Linked DNA regions of Mus musculus: region 2 is linked to region 1. The links are chromatin contacts, called in public HiChIP or PLAC-seq maps. All regions are on one chromosome and are shown on one strand. The core of a region is the stretch at or near the end of the contact, and the rest is flanking DNA. Distances in the headings are between cores, read along the strand shown. Region 1 holds the start of Ccs (copper chaperone for superoxide dismutase). Region 2 holds the start of Snx15 (sorting nexin 15).

Evidence for each region. HiChIP or PLAC-seq counts read pairs in DNA pulled down with a chosen protein or histone mark.
Region 2: an HNF4G HiChIP or PLAC-seq map of pancreatic cancer cells shows a contact between it and region 1. The contact joins the promoter of Snx15 here to the promoter of Ccs in region 1.

Annotation. Positions count from the first base shown.
Region 1 is chr19:4,837,307-4,841,055 of GRCm38.p6, reverse strand. It overlaps Ccs (copper chaperone for superoxide dismutase), which reads left to right and starts at 1,734. Exons shown (of 8, transcript NM_016892.3): 1 at 1,734-1,859; 2 at 2,153-2,225. The coding sequence starts at 1,821. Ccdc87 (coiled-coil domain containing 87) reads right to left here and starts at 1,690. Exons shown (of 1, transcript NM_207268.3): 1 at 1-1,690. The coding sequence starts at 1,574.
Region 2 is chr19:6,126,014-6,129,929 of GRCm38.p6, reverse strand. Snx15 (sorting nexin 15) reads left to right here and starts at 1,670. Exons shown (of 8, transcript NM_026912.2): 1 at 1,670-1,881. The coding sequence starts at 1,783.

The DNA.
Region 1 (3,749 bases), core at 485-2,984:
GACCAATCTTTATCTGCTGAAGGCTCAATTTGGTCTCCTTCCTCAAAAGATAAGTGACTAACAGAGACTCGGCTCATCAACTCCTTGTAGACCTCTCCGGTGGTGTTCCCAACAAGACGATCCGCATCCATTTCTTCAATGGCTTTACCATCCAGTTCCCCAGTCAGATGGTTGTATAGGACTCCAGCCCCCTCAACGTGGAAAGAGTCGTTAAAGTATCTTTCAGAGAGTTGCACAGTAGCTACCTGGACTATAACTTGATCATGTACCTTCAAAGCAACAGTGACTGGCTGTGGGTGTAGTGGGATGATTCTCGGGGGTTGGAGATCCCACTTTCCGGAGGCTTCTTCCTCCTGCAGGCTTTTGATCATTTGCTGCAGTTTCTCTAGGTGGTGCTGGGCAGTTAGGCGCCGGGTAAGGACCCCGAGGAGGGGAGGCAGGCCAGAGTCCAGCAGGGAGTATCGACTCCACTCCATTCTCATGATCTTCATTTTCTGCTTCAGATCCTCAGCCACTATGTCCCGGAATGGCAGTGGTTTACTCTCTGAAGCCAAGATCAGCGGGGTGAGGGGATGAGGAGAGGGAGGAAGAAGGCACAACTCATCTGCCAGACTCCACCCCTCATGAAGACAAGGCATGGACTGGCCCCTTTGGAGCCAGGAATGGACTGGTGAGGTGGGGAATTGGTGACTCTCACTGCTGGGAGAATGACTAGGCAGTGGTACCATCGGTGAGGGTCTCGATTCAATTTCTTTATCCTTTATCATGGAGGGCACCCAGAGGAGCTGCTGTCTACTCTTCAGCTGGGGGATGGATTTCAACTCTTCCACTGGATCAGGTTCGGGCTCACTGGGGAAATCATATGGGCGGCTGAGTTGGACAAGGTAGTTCAGGTTGAGGCTAGAGCACGGCATGTGGTCTAAGCCAGTGCTGTGAGGCCAGGGGATTGGACAGAGCTTGAAAGTCCCAGGGGGACAGGGAGGAGGACGCAATTTGACTATGCCTCCCTGGGCGTGCTTTAAATTTAGCAGGGTCTGAAAATCAGCCAGCAGACAGCGATAGACATCAGGACTGGTGAGGAAAACTGTGCAATCCCTGGCAAGGTTTACTGCCAACCGGCTGAGGGTGGCTGATTCAGTGAAGACCCTTCTAGAGGTCGGCAGGGTCACCAGCAGGTGCAGGTAGCGTACGAAGAGCTGCTCACTACTGATCAGCACGTAGGACTCGAGCCGCTGCCGCAGCTTCTGGTTGTTTTCGTAGTCCAGAATGGGTTCTATAGGAGGTTCCCGCCAGTTGCACTTCAGCTCTTCTAGAATAACCTCAGTGAGACGAAGTCGGTCCTTGGCAGTTACTCGTGCCGCCCGCCCGCTGCTTGCTAGCCGCTTGGACACTTGGCGGCACAGCGGCCCAACTTTCAGCTTCGCCAGCGGGATGGATTGCAAGGGCGTGGCATCTTGAGAGGGGCGCTTCGGAGGCTCTGGAGGAGGCTTCGCCTTGCTGGGGAAGAGCGACAGCGGACTCAGCAACCGGTGGTAAATCGGCTTGAGGTCAGGTTCCTGACTGTGTGGTTCCATCTTTACCAGGTGGTTCCGGCTGAGCGGGTAGAGGACGCCAAATGGTTACTAAGGAAACTGCATCAATGCGCCTGCGCAGCCGGTAGCACTACCGGACAGCTCAGAGGCCTCAGCCTAGGGAGCGCACGCGCCAAGGAGGTGGAGCTAAGGGCGGCCTCCGAGACTCCGCCCATCCCACAAAGTAGAGTTGTGTTGGTCTCTGGACCCTACCGGTTCGGTGCGGCCTAGGCAGTGACAACAGCTAGGATGGCTTCGAAGTCGGGGGACGGTGGGACTGTGTGTGCGGTGAGTGAAAGCTTCATGTGGAGCCTCGCATAACTTCAGCCCTTGGGGTGATCAATATCTTGGGAAGCCAGGAAAGAACAGGCTCCTGGGGAGGTGAAATTCCGGGGTTAGGACGGAGATGCCCCTCACGGGAGGGGGGTTGGTGGTAAAGACCGCGATCCTGGAATGTTCATGAGATAATAAAGGAGGAATTTGAAGAGAAGTCAAGTGCAATGTGTGCAAAGAGACATAGGGGATGAGGTGGCGAGTAAGGATCATGTCTGACATGTGCCCTGGCCTTGCTTCCCTTACAGTTGGAGTTTGCAGTGCAGATGAGTTGTCAGAGCTGTGTGGATGCTGTGCACAAGACCCTGAAAGGGGTGGCAGGTAAGAGTAGACAATCTTTCTGGGATCAGCCAGGGGTTTGTGTTTAGCCGTATTCCGGTTGCATAGATGCAGAAAGAATGAAAGGAAGTTTCTCAGAGTCCGGGAGATGCAGAGCCTAGAGTATAGGCCTCAAGCTTTGCCTAGCCAGAGCTTTCTTCTAGTACAAACTGCCTGTCCAGCTGCTGAACAGCATGGAACTAGCCAGAGTATAGAGCACTTCCTACCAAGGGCATTCTAGAGGGGGAGGGGGGCGGGCATTTGAGGTCTGGCTTGGGAAATAGAACAGTTCTGAGAAAGCAGACAACATCCCTGGCCCAATTCAGGGACTTTAAGCCAGGAGGTCTGCAGGTGGGTGACCTGGCAGAAGAGGAAAGATATGAAAGGCAGAGTCATTTTCCTGACGCTAGAAACTGGCTGTTTTGGATTCTGTTAAATGTTCATTCAACCTTTCAGCCAGTATAGATTAGACACTGGGGGTTTCTGAGGGAAAATGTTTACCCCTATGCTTAGGTAAAGATCGTATAAGCTTTGGCAAAGGAGCGCTCCTAGAACACTTCCTTGGGAAGCCATGGTGGCAAAGGGAAAGAAGGAGATGAGAGTCTGAAGCCAGGACACTGGCAGGGGTGGGGTGGGGAACCCCAGTGCGTATAGTTCCACAGATGTACAGCTTCGTGCTTATTTTCTGTGTTTCTGTTTCTTCAGTGTTTGAACAGTGTTCATAGCTCAGTGTTGTCATGAGGAGTGAATTAGTTGATACAAGTCTTGAGCCTGTAGTGAGAGCCCACTCAATTTCAGGGGATTGTAAGAGGAAAGAGGAGAAAAGCTTACAGGCAAAGGTGGGGTTTTAGGAGGACGATTGAGGGGACTGATTGTTTTGTTTTATTTTGAGATAAGGTCTTTCTCCACATAGCCCTGGCTTTCCTGGAACTCACTATGTAGGCCAGGCTGGCCTGCAGTTCACAGAGATCTGCTTACCTTTACCCCCGAGTGCTGAGATGAAAGTTGTGCGTGCGTGCGTGCGCCACCACACCTGACCTGGAACTATTATTTGATTTATTATTAGTGAGTGTGTGCATGATGTGCTTGGAGGAGGGCTTGTGCATGTGGAGGTCAAGAACAACTCCAGAGCTGGTTCTCTGCTTCCAGCTGTCTTGTGTAGCATGAACAGTTCACCCAGGGCTGGAGAGATGACTTAGCAACTAAGAGCACTAACTGCTCTTCCAGAGGTCCTGAGTTCAATTTCCAGCAATCATCTGTAGTGGGATCTGATGCCCTCTCTGGTGTGTATGTACTCACATACATAAAATTAATAATTTTTTTAAAAAAGCACAAAAAGAAACAAAAAACAAAAAACCCAAACAAACCAAAAAGCAGAACCAAACCCGAAAAGTTCATCCGTTAAGCCATCTGCCTGGCTTGGGATGATTTTTTTTTTTTAGGTTTATTTTTAAAATCTGTTTTATTTAATATGTACGGGTGTTTTGCGTGCCTGTGTCTGTGAACCATGTGTTTGCCAGGGGCAAG
Region 2 (3,916 bases), core at 421-2,920, 1.3 Mb before region 1:
AGTAGCATGGCAGTATCCAGGCAGACATGGTACAGGAGAAGCTGAGAGATCTACATCTTCATCTGAAGGCAGCTGGTGGAAGACTGACTTCTAAGGCAGCTAGAATGAGGAGAGTCTCAAAGCCCACACCCACACACCTACTCCAACAGGGCCAAACCTTCCAATAGTACCACTCCCTGGGCTGAGCATATACAAACTATAACAAATGGTTTATTTTCTTGTTTGTTTGTTTGTTTGTTTTCGCCCTCAAAACAGAGATTCACCTGCCTCTGCCTCCTTAGTGCTGGGACTAAAAGTGTGATGTACCACCGCAGCCAACATCTCAGATTAAAAAAAAAAAAAGATCTATTTATTTATTATATGTAAGTACACTGTTGCTGTCTTCAGACACCCCAGAAAAGGGAGTCAGATCTCATTACAGATGGTTGTGAGCCACCATGTGGGTGCTGGGATTTGAACTCAGGACCTTTGGAAGAGCAGTCAGTGCTCTTAACTGCTGAGCCATCTCACCTCAGATTTTTTAATGGTTCTTTTTTTTAATGATTTATTTATTTATTATATTTACATATTTACATGTATTATATTTACAGCACACTGTAGCTGTCTTCAGACACCCCAGAAGAGGGCGTCATACCTCATTATGAATGGCTGTGAGCCACCATGTGGTTGCTGGGACTTGAACTCAGAACCTTTGGAAGAGCAGTCAGTGCTCACAACCGCTGAGCCATCTCTCCAACCCTTAATGGTTCTTTTATCCACTCTTTCCTATTTGAAGATGGGATTTCTGGTAGTGGTGGGATGTGCTGCAATCTATGTTTAGTGATAATCTTCCACACCAATTTGGCCTTGATCAATTGGTGTTGGGTTTTCGCTATCCCTGTGTTGTGCCAGCATGCCTCTTGATCTGATCTGTTACAGAAGATACTGTGTCAGGTACCACTTTCCATAGATGAAAAACTAGATGCATGCAGTTACAAGAGGGAAATGTAATGCTTACCAAGGATTTCAGCATTTGGGAGATGGAAATTGGAGGGTCAGAAATCCAAGGCCAGCCTCAACTACATAGAGAGTCTGAGGCCAAACTGGGCTACATGAGATCATCTCAACGTCCAACCTCCCCAAATTTGAAGCAGTTAAGGGGAATTCAAATACGTGTAAGTGTTGTGATTTCAGAGCCTCTGTCACTATCCAGTTTTTTCAGCATCAGAAAATGTCAGTGTGTGTCGTTCCCCCCACCCCCCAATCCGCACAGGGAGGCAGGGAACTTGGCTCTGCTAGGCACATTTTGAACACAATAAAAGTTGCATGGGTTAGACCCTATGCCAAGCACCTGAAGTTCCAGATACTCAGGAGGCTTAGGTAGGAGAATATTTTAAGCCCAGAAGTTGGTCAACACAGCAGAGATCTTAGCTTAAAATAATTCATAAATAAGAGGCTGGATGAGTGTAAAGAAGATAAATAAAGAAACGTTTCGGAGGTCTGTAAGGAGGGTTTACGTTAGGGGGAAGTGGGTTCAATCACATGCCAGGATGCCAGCTGGTAAATCCTCTCCCAAACAACCAATCCTTAGTCTCTACCTAGAACTCCGCTTTACCAATGACCTAGAACTTGTCAGACACTCCCTTAGCCACGCCCCCAAGCCAAGAACGGTTGTGTCACTTGCGACTAGGTCCCTGGGCCTGAAGAAGGGCGCAGGCCGGATCCTGGCAGTGGCAGTAGGCTCAACACGCGGGGAGCGGGGGCGACGTGCAGGAGGAGGAGCCGGCGACCGGCTCCGCTGTCATGTCGCGCCAAGCGAAGGATGACTTCCTGCGACACTACACAGTCTCGGACCCTAGGACCCACCCCAAGGGTTACACAGAGTACAAAGTAACCGCTCAGGTGAGGTGGGACCCAGCGGGGGAGCATTACCCTTTTAAGCAGCTCCGGATCCGTGCTGTACCTTAAAGGCAAAGAGCTTCAAGGAGGTCGCGGTTTGGCCTACACAAATAGATTTCCCCTTTAAGAGGCGCCTGAGACAGAAGATTTAAGGCGCCTCACCTCCTGGGGCGGGGCTAAGGGTCATTTTTTAAAGTCTGTGGAGCTTGGCTCTGCGCTTGGCCCGGTACCCCCTCTCTGTTGTTGGTGATGTCTAGATGCGGTCTACGAATTTCTCAAAGCAAGAAAACTCCGGATTAACCTAAATATTCCTTCTCTAATCGCTTAGAGTAACTTTTGGTAATTTTCCCTGCTTGATCCGTAAAAGCCCCACCACCACCTTTTTATTTATCTATCTTTTCTTTTTTTGAGACAGCCCTGGCTTTTGCGAACTCACGATGTAAACTAGACTGGCCCGGAAGTCACCGAGACCCTCCTGCATCTGCCTCCCAAGTGCTATGATTAAAGGCGTGCACCACCAGGACCAACTATAAAAAAAGCTCTTTAAAAGTTTAAATGTATGTGTGTGTGTATATACACATATACACATATAATTTTATTATACTATTTATATATTATATATATATAATTTGTGTGGTTTTAAAAACTCACGCAAAAAAAAAAAAAGACTGGTCTTAACAGATAAGGAAGTCAATAAGCTGAAATTGGTGTTTGTAACAATAAAACTTAGAATGAGCTCGTAGAAACATCAGCATGAAAGAATGCTTTTAGAATTTTACCCAAGGTAACTATGGAGGTCTCCAATGGGAGAAACCGGGTTGCTGCGGAAAGACTGACTATATATTTTCTTGTACTTAAATTTTTTTCAACTTGGCAACTGTTTGATTAGTGGCTTGTCGACTGTTAAAAGGAAGCAAACACATACAAGTCGCTCCCAAAGCAATCTAAGTCAGAGTCTTAGATACGTCAAGAGTGTTCCGGGGGTTTACTTTTTCATGCCAAAAAATACAAATATAATAATTGTCTCTAGGAAGATGCCGGAGGGTAGAAAGGATGACAAGGCATTCAGAACCCTTATGTCTTCCTGTTAGCCTTTTAGATCTAGTCACATGCCTTACACATGCATAGAGTTGTTTTTTTTTTCCAGTGCTAGGGTTGAACTCATGGCCTCCCACATTTTAGAGAACTCTCTCTCTCTCTCTCATTCTCATTCTCTCTCTCTCTCATTCTCTCTCTCTCTCTCTCCATGTCTCTCTCTTGCCACAGCACCCTACAAGATGATCCTTTTTTTATTTTATAGATTTATTTACTTAATTTTTTTCTTTATTTATTTCGAGGCATGTTTTTTCCCTGTAGCCCTGGTTGTCCTGGGACTTGTGTTGTAGACCAGGCTCAAACAGAGATCCATTTGCCTCTGCCTCCCCAGTGCAGCATCCCTAGGGATTAAAAATGTGTACTACCCCTCCTGGCTTATTTACTTAAAGATTTAAAACGTAGTTGTTTTTTTAAAAAACAAAAACATCTGTGCACTCTCCATGCAATACCAAAGGAGGCCAGAAGAGGGTGGTAGATCCCTATTGATTGGAATTACAAGCGCTTGTGTGCCCTCACGTTGGTGCTGGGAATAGAACTTCTGTCCTCTAGAAAGCAGCCAGTGCTCTTAACCTGAGCCATCGATCCAGCTCCAGATTTATTTAATTTTATATGTATGAATATTTTGCCTGTATGTATGTTTATGTACCAAATACAAGCCTGGTGAGATCAAAGGTCAAAAGAGGTCTTGAATCTCCTGGAATTGGACTTAGAAATTATTTCTATCTGCCATCTCAGTGCTGGGAACCAAACCCAGGTCCTTGGCTACAGCAGCGAGTGCTTTTACCTGCTGAATCATCTCTCCTTGTTTCTGGCTGATGTACGTGTCTGTGTGAATGTGTAGCACAACTGCGTGTGGATGCCTGTTGAGGTCAGAGGAAGGTGCATCAGATCTGATCCCCTGGAGCCAGAATTACAAACGATTATGAGCCACATAATGTGGGTA